2 separate regions of the Danio rerio genome follow, and region 2 is linked to region 1. A link is a contact called in public HiChIP or PLAC-seq data. All regions are on one chromosome and are shown on one strand. Each heading gives the region's core, a stretch centred on a gene start, on an enhancer-like site or on the middle of the called end of the contact. The rest is flanking DNA. Distances are from core to core; before and after follow the strand shown.

Region 1 (5,629 bases), core at 1,329-3,828:
AAATAATGTAAATAAATGTAAATTTTAAAATATTTTAACAAATTTTGTCAAGTAAAAGTAGTGAGTTTGAATTACACTTGAGTAAAGTAAAAATAATATTTAAGTGCAGTACTGAAGCTCAGGTACTCGAGTATTTGTGAAAGCAGTAAGTCTCTCCTGCTTCTTCATTTGTGGAGCTTCATCTGTTTAATCTCTGCTAAACTCTTCTGTGTATGTGTTGTGTATTTTCCTCCTGTAGAGTTTCCTGTCTTTCTCTGTCTCTCCTGGAACTGCAGATGTTTCCAGCATCACTATCAGCTCTCTCCTCTCTCTTGATCATGTGGGAAAATCTGTTTCTGAACTGAAGGACAAACTGGAGGATTTCTGCAGACAAGAGACTGAAAAGATCTCAGACAGAGGCAAATAACAGATATTATAGCAATGAGGTTTACTTTTCATCATCTATAGAAAAAAACGTTATCTGTTTTATTCTATTGTATGCTGAAAATATTTTAATCATATATTTATTTCTTTAGTAAAGTGCACTGAAATAACTGTTGATAAAGACCCTGAAACCAGACATGACTTTTTACAAAGTAAGCCTCTCCCTCTGTCTTTCCCTCTTTCTCAAACACACACAGACACACACACACACACAAACACACACACACACTGCATAAAATAGTACATGCATCATGGCAAAGACAAAAGAAATTAGTGGTTAGAAATTAGTTTGATAATTGAAAGCAACTGGACATAAACTTTGACTCTGTGAATGAATAAATAAATGATTAAAATTTTACACAAACTTCTGTATTTTCTCTTCCTTAGATTCCCGTCTGCTCTCTCTGGATCCGAACACAGTGAATAAAAAACTCCTTCTGTCTGAGAGGAACACACTGGTTTCTCACACAAACACAGTCCAGCAGTATCCTGATCATCCTGACAGATTCGATTTTTGGTGGCAGGTGTTGTGTAGAGAGAGTGTGTGTGGACGCTCCTACTGTGAGATTGAGTGGAGTGGACTGGTGAATGTAGCAGTGACATAAGAGCATCAGGAGGAAGGGAAACAGCACTGAGTGTGTGTTTGGACTTAATGATCATTCATGGATGTTGTACTGCTCTTCCTCCACATGCACTTTTTTCACAATAGAAAACAGACTGTTCTCCCAGTGTTGTCCAGCAGTAGAATAGGAGTGTATGTGGATCACAGTGCAGGAACTCTGTCCTTCTACAGCGTCTCTGACACAATGAGCCTCATCCACAGAGTCCAGACCACCTTCACTCAACCGCTCTATCTTGGGTTTTTGGTAGGTTTAAACTCAACAGCAAAACTGTGTGATCTAATAGAATAGACGATGCAGAGATTTTATACAATTACCATCACAGCTTAATCTCAGTTATCAGATGGTAATTTACTTATTTTTTTAAATAATCAATTATATAAAGCCTTTAATAAAACTGAATTATTGAACTTTTTTTCATATGTATATTTGAATATTTGTATTTATAATAATAGCTTTTTTTTTACCTGCTCTTTTAAATTAGGCTGTACAAAATTGACCATACTATCTTAAATTATCAAAAACTGGCAACTTTTAAGCTCCACTGTGATCCTTGAATATTGGATTTTGTTGTTGTTGTTGTTGTTATTGTTGTTGTTGTTGTTGTTGTTGTTGTTATGAAAACCGTTGTTACACTGAACTACATTTTAGTTGCTGTTTTAGTTTAAATCATGGTTAAAATAAATATTCATAAAAATCACTATAATAATGTATACATTCATTCATTCATTTTCTTTTCGTCCATATATTATTCTGGGGTCGCCACAGCGGAATGAACCCCAACTTATCCAGCAAATGTTTTACACAGCGAATGCCCTTCCAGCTGCAACCCATCACTGGGAAACAGCCACACACATCCATTCACACACAAACACTACGGATGATTTAGCTTACCCAATTCACCTGTAGCGTATGTCTTTGCACTGTGGGGGAAACCGGACCACCAAGAGGAAACCCACGCCAACACGAGGAGAACATGCAAACTCCACACAGAAACGCCAACTGACCCAGGCTCAAACCAGCGATCTTCTTGCTGTAAGGCGATTGTGCTACCCACTGCGCCACTGTGCTGTCTCTAATAATGCATTTATTTATTTTATTTTGTTAAATATTATTATTATTAAAATGTAACATTTCGTATTCATTGAAAAATAATAAAAACACTAATAATAAACACCAAAAAAAAAAGAATTTATGTATGTATTATATTTTTAAATCATAGAATTTTTAAATAATAAATGTAATAGCAATATAATAAATGTATGTATTACTGCTGTAATTAACTTATATATTTAATTTGTAACATTTTAAGCATTAACGTTTTATTTGAAAGAAGAAAAACTTCTTTGTAACGTGACACATATTTTACATAATTATTGTTGGTGTTTTTAACTGGACAATAATTGTACAGATCTCATAACTGTAAAAAAAAAAAAAAAAAAGGCAGCACACCCATAGCTATACAACACGTCACGTGACAGTATTTTCCGGGTCATGCGGCTCTGTGCTGTTCCGTAACCTGACGTCACTGGGCATGTGCGGCTCTCGGTTGTGTGTGCGAGCATGGCGGTGCCGTGGAGCCGATGCTGGAGGAGCAGCACAGGAGCTGCTGTATTACTACAATATTGTTGTATTTCCAGCAGAAGAGCTTTCACTCCAGCGGCTTCAGCAGGAAGAAAAGCTGCTACTTCCGCCGCCACACAGGTATCGATCACACTGAAGCACACACGGATGATGAAGGTCACCGGTGTGCAAATGAATGACAGATCACTGCTGTGTTTGTATGGGTCAGGTTTAAGACTCTTTACAGCATATCGTGCGCTAAAACAGAGTTAAAAGCGTTCAGTTAGATGATTGCAGTCGCGTTTGTAAAGCCAACATGAGTGTTTCATGAAGTGTTCATGTTAAAGGTCAGGAGTGTGCGGGAGTAGAGACACTTCCGCTGATTTGTAGTTTACTGAAACTCACTGAAGAAGAAGAATGTTGCTCAAGAAGACTTGACTTAAAGCATGTGTACATATATGGAGGTAAATGGCCAGATTAAGGTAAAGTTGATCTTATGTTCGGATATGTGTTCATCTTAACAGTTCTTTCCTATATAGTTTACTGCGATCATTTAAATATTTATATGTCTGAAATATAAAGTCTGACTTCAAAACAGCATTAACTTATAGCACTATTTATTTGACTGTGAACATTGTTGTACTTTGAAGGTAATTTACTGATAATACAGTTTTGTTTTTTTTTCGTTTTTGAACAATTAAACAGGACACTCTGGAACCCTTATGAAAAGAGTCTACATATTCTGATGCTGAAAACATATTTGTATTTTGACCGTGATACTCTCTGTCCTAATTACATTATTGTTTTAATGCAAACTGCATTATTCAGCCTGTATGATCTGTTTTTTTTTTTTTTTGTTTGTGTTTCAGGTTTTATTTCAGCAGGGTCATGTACATAGTTTTAACAAACCAGTGACTCTTTCAAGGTATGTTAATGATATGGATTATAACTGTAGGCCTGTCACGATAATCCATTTTTGTTGTGTGATATATTGTCATAAAAACTGTTGCATAAAGCCAAAATTATTGTCATTTTGAGATTTTTTTATGTCACTTATTATATAATGATTATATAACAGCATACTAATGCAAATAGCCATAAACACTTTAATTTTTTTTAATACCTAAGAGGCTAGTATTGATAAATTTTCTATACTTTGTAGAGATGCGCGGATCCGCTGAAATGACACCCGAATCCGCGGCTTCATAATAATCATCCACCCGCCATGCACCCGTGCATATAGTTTTATCTGACTTATGTATCCGCACCCAACCCGTACCCGATCGTCGCTTTAATAATTTAATTCTTTGTTTTAGGCATGATAATAGGTCAATGTGAATATTAATAGCAGACTCGGTGAGCTAATCTGCACATCTCTGATAGTAAAACTTTAGATAACATTTTCTTCATTTTTAAATAGATACAGAAAGTAAAAGTAAGACTTTTTAGCTTTTACAGATACAGGAACAACATAACAGAAAGGGTGCCACTTCAGCCTTAATGGAAACTATGTTGTATTTACTTGGCCTTTTTCTTCACACTGTGCAAAAACAGAACAGCCTTTACTGTGCCTGGATTCAGGTGATTCCGCCTCTCCTCCAAAATGCGGCCAGCTGCACTGAATGAGAGTTCGCTCGCACCGCGTGTTGTAGAACAAGATTCTTCTAGCAAGGCATCATAGTCGTGGAAAAAAGCAATCTTGTTTCTCCCAAAAGGATAGCAGATTTTCCTCTGATGACTCCTCTAACTGAAACTTTGAACAGTAGGCTACTCTTGCTCTTCATCCATTATTTTTGGGCGTCTCATATCTTCCCATTCTGCAAAGCCCACTCTTTGCTTTTTCGCTGGTCCACTGCCATGTCCCGCTACATCCACCCGAAATTAATCATAATGTATTTTTTTATTACCCGACCCACGGATTATCCGCAGCGCCCGTGGATATAACCGCCATCCGCGCATCACTAATACTTTGATATGTATTAATATACTATATTTAACAATGTTGATATTTAAAAAGAAAGAAAAACTGTTTTAATTTCAGTCAAACTAAAAGAAATTAGACTTTCTCTAGACGAAAAAATAGTAGCAAATATTGTGAAAATGTCTTTTCCCTGTTAAACATATTAAAATGTGAAATTCATGGAATTGCTATTACAGTGAACTATTGTTAAATGACTATTGACTACTTTTACACACATTCTCCCACAACATCTCAAAGCTCTGAAGGAACATTTATCAACCTAATTGAACCTAGTTAAACTATACCAGGTTAACTAGTAATTCTGAAAATTTTTGTTGGGGTTAAATTGACTCACAACATAATATAGTCAACCAGCTTTGACATACATCTATTTATCCAGACATGCTTATTTGTATTTAGTTTTCTTACACATTTGTTAATGTACGTTGTTCTTAATCAGAATGGGTTTGTTTAATTGTCTTAACATGTGTGTGTTTCAGGCACAGGTGTAAATATCTGTACTCAACGCCCCGAGTCAGCTGCAGTTTACACAGTGATGCAAAGTTAAAAGATCCTTTCTCACTCGTACAAAAGGACTTGCAAAATATATATGATGACATAAAACAGGTAAACCAAGAATATTGTATGGTTTTGTTTTGCATTTTACCACCAATCATTTTTCTTGTCCACAGTTGCTTAATGAGTTATTGTATTACTTTCCATTTCTACATTAAAAACTGCACTTTTTACACAGAATTTGCATTTGAAATTATGGGTGGCACTTCCTATTTGGGAAACTTATTTATATATGTAGTAAAAAGGGAATTCTCAATTTTCATTTATTTTATATGTAGTGAAAATAATATTGTGCTTGTTATTTTATTTTACCTGTGACTAAATATATTTTAAAGCTGTTTTATTTCTTCAGATTATTATTATTTTGGTGTATTTTCTACTTTATAGCAACATTGTGAATAATATTACTCTAGAAAAATTTGTTAAATTGAGGTTTATTCATAGTCTGCTTTTTTAATGAATTGAATTAACATTTAACCCTTTTTGT
Region 2 (5,629 bases), core at 1,039-3,538, 320 kb before region 1:
GGCTACATAAATAAAAAGCAAAAAATAAGTCGTGATCACGACATAACAACTTCTGTTATGTCGAGATCACGACTTAATTATCTCGTGATCTCGACATAACGAAAAGTTGTTATGTCGTGATAACGACTTAGTTTTCTCTTGATCTCGCCTTAACAAAAACGCTCGCGTGCTCATGAGATTCATTATTATATTCATGTATATGATTATATATCTTTATTAACAACAATATTCTCTCAACTTTTGCCATTTTAAAGCAACTCTATGGCGTAATTTTAAAGTAGCCTTTTTGTAACTAACTTGCAGGAACGAAGCAAATACGATCTTCATCTTTCTTTAATATACAGCATTTTGTGCCATGAAGAGTTGCTTTAAACTGGTAACAGTTAAGGGAATATTATTGTAAATAATGATATATAAAGATATACATGAAAATATTAACAAATTAACATTAACAAATGAGCTCGAGCGTTTGCGTTCATATTATTATGGCTGTTCTGAATGTCTTTAATGTGTTGCACATATGGCTATTCAATCCCTGTTCGCAGGGCTGGTGCAGACCCACAGGCTAGATATTGGCCATTGTTGTTGTTATTACTGTTATTAGTATTAATAACAACAACAACAACAACAACATTAATATTAATAAAATTACTACTACTACCACTACTACTACTACTAATAATATTATTAACAACTATAATAATAATAATTAATAGGCTACATAAATAAAAAGCACAAAATAAAAAAAATAAAAAATAAAAATAAGTCGTGATCACGACATAACAACTTTTTTGTTATATCGTGATCACGACTTAATTATCTCGTGATCTCGACATAACGAAAAGTTGTTATGTCGTGATCACGACTTAATTATCTCTTGATCTCGCCATAACAAAATCGCTCGCGTGCTCATGATTATTGTAGCCTGCATTCATTATTATATTATATATCTTTATTTACAACAATATTTCCTTAACTTTTGCAGTTTTAAAGCAACTCTTTATGGCGCAATTTTAAAGTAATTGTAAATAACTTGCAGAAAGGAAGCAAATAAGCAGGATCTTCATCTTTCTTCATAATTTATTATGCAGCATTTTGCACCATATGTTGCTTTAAAATGGTAACAGTTGCCGGAATATTATTGCAAATAATGATATATAAAGATATACAAATTAATAACGAATGAACATTAACAATGTGCTTGAGCCATCTTTATATTGCTGTTCTGAACGTCTTTAATGTGTTGCACACATATTCACTCCCTGTTCGCAGGGCCGGTGTAGACCCACAGGCCAGATATTTTCCAAATAGTAGTAATAATAACAATACCAACAATATTAATAATTATAAAATTACTACTACTACTTATAATAATACTATTAATAATTATATTAATAACTATAATAATAATAATAATAATAATAATAATAATAATAATTAACAGGCTACATAAATAAAAAGTAAAAAAATAAGTCGTGATCACGACATAACAACTTTTGTTATGTCGAGATCACGACTTAATTATCCCGTGATCTCGACATAACAACTTTTCGTTATGTCGTGATCACGACTTAAATATCTCGTGATCTCGACAAAACAAAAGTTGTTATGTCGTGATCACGACTTAGATATCTCGTGATCACGACTTAATTATCTCGTGATCTCGACATAACGAAAAGTTGTTATGTCGTGATCACGACTTAATTTTGATCTTGACATAACGAAAACGCTCGCGTGCTCATGATTAATGTAGATTCATTATTATATTCATGTATATGATTATAAATCTTTATTAACAACAATATTCCCTTAACGTTTGCCATTTTAAAGCAACTCTATATGGCGCAAAGTTGTAAATAACTTGCCGAAAGGAAGCAAAGCATCTTCATCATTCTTCATAATTTATAAATGCAGCATTTTGCGCCATAAAGAGCTTTAAAATGCCAACAGTTGAATGAATAGTATATTGTAAATAATGATATAGCCTACCATTTACATGATGAAGAATGTACATTAAGCACGAGCGTTTTTGATCATATTCGAGAAAAAAATTCTTACTGCAAGGCCTCAGGACTTCAGTAGCATTTGATGTGCTTAACGTTTATTTAAAATCACATGTGTATATTAAATTGTACATAGACATGTTTACCACCTGTATTCTCTCGGCTGAAAGCATAGCCTGGGACAAGATTACTTATTATCACAGTAAACGGCAGGTGGCGGTATATTTCTGCGGCTCTCCATCCTCCACCATCTCCAAGAAGAAGAACAACAAAGAAAGAGAACATTAACGTTACTAGCAATATGCACAGGTTAGCTAGTCGCTTTATAATAAGTGTTCATTTCAGATTTTACAGACATGGAAATAATCATTTGGCATCCGTGAAATAAGGAGAAAGAGCACCTCCTCCGGTCATTATTCCCATGAACAGCATGTTTGATTTAAAGTGTGAGAGCTCTTCAGGTGAAGAGGAGGAAGAGACGGAGGCAGGAGACCCCGCTTTAACAGCACAGATATCCAGATGTGCAAACGTATCATCAGCGGATTTGGACTTATTGGAACACACCCGGAACGAGTCTAGTACTGTAAAGCAAACCATATGGGCTGTTAACTGTTTTAAAGCCTGGCTGCGGGAAAAGCAGCTGACCATAGACTTTAAAACGGCCGATAAATCGGAGGTAAACACAATCCTCCGCGAGTTTTATGGATCTATTCGGACCAGCAAAGGAGAGCTGTACGGGATCAGCAGCTACGTCGGTCTCCGGGCTGGACTCAACCGGTACGTTAACGACCCTCCGGTCAACCGTGCGTGGAATCTGATGCAGGACGCTGAGTTCAGGTCTGCTAACAATGTTTTCAAAGGCGTGGTCAAGCAGATCCGTCGCTCCGGTAGGGATATAACAACACACTACCCACCAATTACCCCTGAAGACCAACACATCCTCAAACATTCAACTGCACTGGACCCTGGGAACCCAAAGGGCTTGTTGTATAAGGTGTGGTATGACATCCAGTTGCATTTTGGGCTCAGGGGTAAGGAGGGCAACCGACACCTGCAGCCAGACACATTTGCTCTGAACCTGGACCAAAACGGATTTAAATACTTCACCATGGCACTACACGAGGAACCGAAGAACATGCCGGAGAAGGATAAGAAGAAGCGGAAGGCTATGTTTGAAGAGCCGGGGAATCCGCTGTGTCCTGTTGCGTCTCTGGAGAAATACCTGAGGAAAATCCCAGCCGACGCTAAAGCTCTCTATCTGCAGCCCAAAAGGAGCTATTTCCTCAGTGATGAGATCTGGTATACTGGACTCCCACTGGGAGTCAATCATTTGTCCCAAATGCTGCCCAAAATATGCAAAGAGGCAGGCACGAGAACGATATACACTAACCACAGTCTGAGGATAACAGCGATTCAGAGACTGAACGAACCGAGGGAGATCATGGCAGTTTGTTTACAAAGGTACTGGTAATAATAGTGGCTTTGCTTGTAAACAGAGGACTTTGCACTGGGTTTGTAAAGCCAAATCATGTTAAACAACTCTTTTATTTCACATTCAAATGAATGATTCATCTAGAAAGGAAAACTGTCATCTTGCTTTTTATCTTGTATTTTGTGAAACACAATCCATATACGTTCTGAATGCCAAAAACTAGATTTGTTCAAGCAACAATCAAAATATTCTTCAAAATAGCTTTTTGCATTCCACATAATACAGTCATGCAGTAAACAATGACACAATTTTCATTTTGGAGACATTTATTACTTAGTTATAACTATATAAATAGGAAAGTTTGCTTAAATATGTATATTTTTCATTATTTAATTATCCTTAATTTATTCCATACCTGAACGGCTTACTTTCTTCTGTCAGGGTTCATACGGTCATGGAAAACCTGAAAAAATCATGGAATTTTGACATGGCATTTTCCAGGCCTGAAAAAGTTTTGGAAAAACTGAAAAACCCACAAAGTTTTGGAAAAGTCATGGAAATTAATTGAACATATATCTGTATACTTGAATTTGGGCTGCACGATATTGAAAAAATCTGACATTGCGTTATTTTGTATTTCTGTGATGTATATAGCGATGTGAATACAATTTCACCAGATGATTTAACAGGTTTATTTGGGTTGATTGGAGGGATTTTGTTGAAAAGTGAATCTCGAATAATATATAACAAATACATTACAAGCATAGATAAATAAAACATAGTAAAGATAAAAGTGAATTATGGTTTTCAGGTATTCACTATTCAGGTACAGATATTGAATAATCAACACTGCATAGTCTTCTTTGTATATTATTTAATCTTTATTAAAGTCACAAAAAATTCTTGTGGCTGGATGTTTTAAAATTTGAAATATTGAAACGTTCAGTCACAGGCCTTAAAAGGACAGTCCACAAAAAATGAAAATAATATACTCGCTCTTTACTCACACTTCACTTGTTTCAAATCAATACTATAGGAGTTATAAAAATTCTACTATTTTGTATTAATTTAAAAAAAGAAAACTCATAAATGTTTGAAACATTAATTCATTATACTGTATGAATAATGTTTTTTACAATCAGCATTTAGTAAATAAACTTTAAGTTAAAATGTCGGCAATATTCCCAGTTGAAACCTAAAGTGGCGATGAGGTCTTAAAATATATGTCTTCAAAGAGGTCTTATAAGCTATTGACTTTCACTCTCAGATTACTGTATATAACCTGTACACCTTCAAACCTACCCATACTACTAAACCTGTCACCAAACAAGAAGTTTGAAAGCACGTCCTCATCTTAAAAGACCTTCTTAATGACTAACTCAATTACTTTATTAATCTTGCATGAAATATCAGTGAATGTGAGTGTAAAATAATGTAAAATAATAAAACTGATGATGATGGTTTTTTTTTTAAGTGTTCCAGTTGAGATTACCACCCAGTGGCCTTCACTGCAGGAACCCACCCCATACTCTCCTGCCAGTGAGATCGACTCCAGTTCTGCCAAACAGGAGAGTCCTGTGAACAGTAACAGCAACAGTTGGGTGAAACAGGAGCCGGAGGTTAATGCAATCCAGTGGGAAGACAGGAACTTTGAGCCTGCCGTTCAAGTTGAGAAGGACAACAATGTGAACAGTGCTGTCTCCAGTACAGTATATTTGATTTCTTAAGAATCTGAGTTAATGAATTTAGTAGTTTTGGATATGATGGGACTTGGATAAATGACTTTTTTGTTTCTTAGCAGAGACGCCTTCGATGGAGGGTCTACCCAGCAGTGTTATGCTAACCATCACTAAACTTCAGTGCTTACTGGAGAGCAAACAGGAAAGGATCGAAGCTCTGGAAAGACAAGTGCAAGACCTAATGGAGGATCGCAAGTTCCTCCGCGCACAAATAGAGAACCTCACTGGTGCTCGTCTTATTTCAGTGCCTGAAGGTGAAACCAAAATACACACGTTTTTAGTACAAAAACATACAAACTGTTTTTAGGATTGTCACAATACTGGAATTTGATACCAATCAGTACTAAAATTTTACAAACGCCCCTTTCCCACAAGCATTTGAGCGCTATTAAGCAAGTTTTTAAACCCTGCTGTTTGTCATTGTGTTCACATGCTCAACAGAAATGACTGTGATT

The links. HiChIP or PLAC-seq counts read pairs in DNA pulled down with a chosen protein or histone mark.
Region 2: an H3K4me3 HiChIP or PLAC-seq map of embryo shows a contact between it and region 1, with 2.8 times the contacts expected there. The contact joins the promoter of LOC100006839 here to the promoter of pdss1 in region 1. A contact is called at or near these places in 3 of 18 Hi-C or Micro-C datasets (caudal fin, hematopoietic stem cells and an unstated tissue) and 2 of 4 datasets of contacts at active chromatin or transcription factors (caudal fin and embryo).

Annotation. Positions count from the first base shown.
Region 1 is chr24:6,213,042-6,218,670 of GRCz12tu, reverse strand. It overlaps pdss1 (prenyl (decaprenyl) diphosphate synthase, subunit 1), which reads left to right and starts at 2,578. Exons shown (of 11, transcript NM_001017656.1): 1 at 2,578-2,747; 2 at 3,476-3,531; 3 at 5,067-5,193. The coding sequence starts at 2,607. All of the region lies in intron 7 of gpr158a (G protein-coupled receptor 158a), which reads left to right. It also overlaps the pseudogene LOC100535043.
Region 2 is chr24:6,536,537-6,542,165 of GRCz12tu, reverse strand. LOC100006839 (tripartite motif-containing protein 16) reads right to left here and starts at 2,288. Exons shown (of 7, transcript XM_073941403.1): 1 at 2,153-2,288. The coding sequence starts at 2,288. The region is part of intron 7 of gpr158a (G protein-coupled receptor 158a); the gene reads left to right. It overlaps zgc:174877, which reads left to right and starts at 2,274. Exons shown (of 5, transcript NM_001430955.1): 1 at 2,274-3,464; 2 at 4,910-5,139; 3 at 5,234-5,428. The coding sequence starts at 2,425.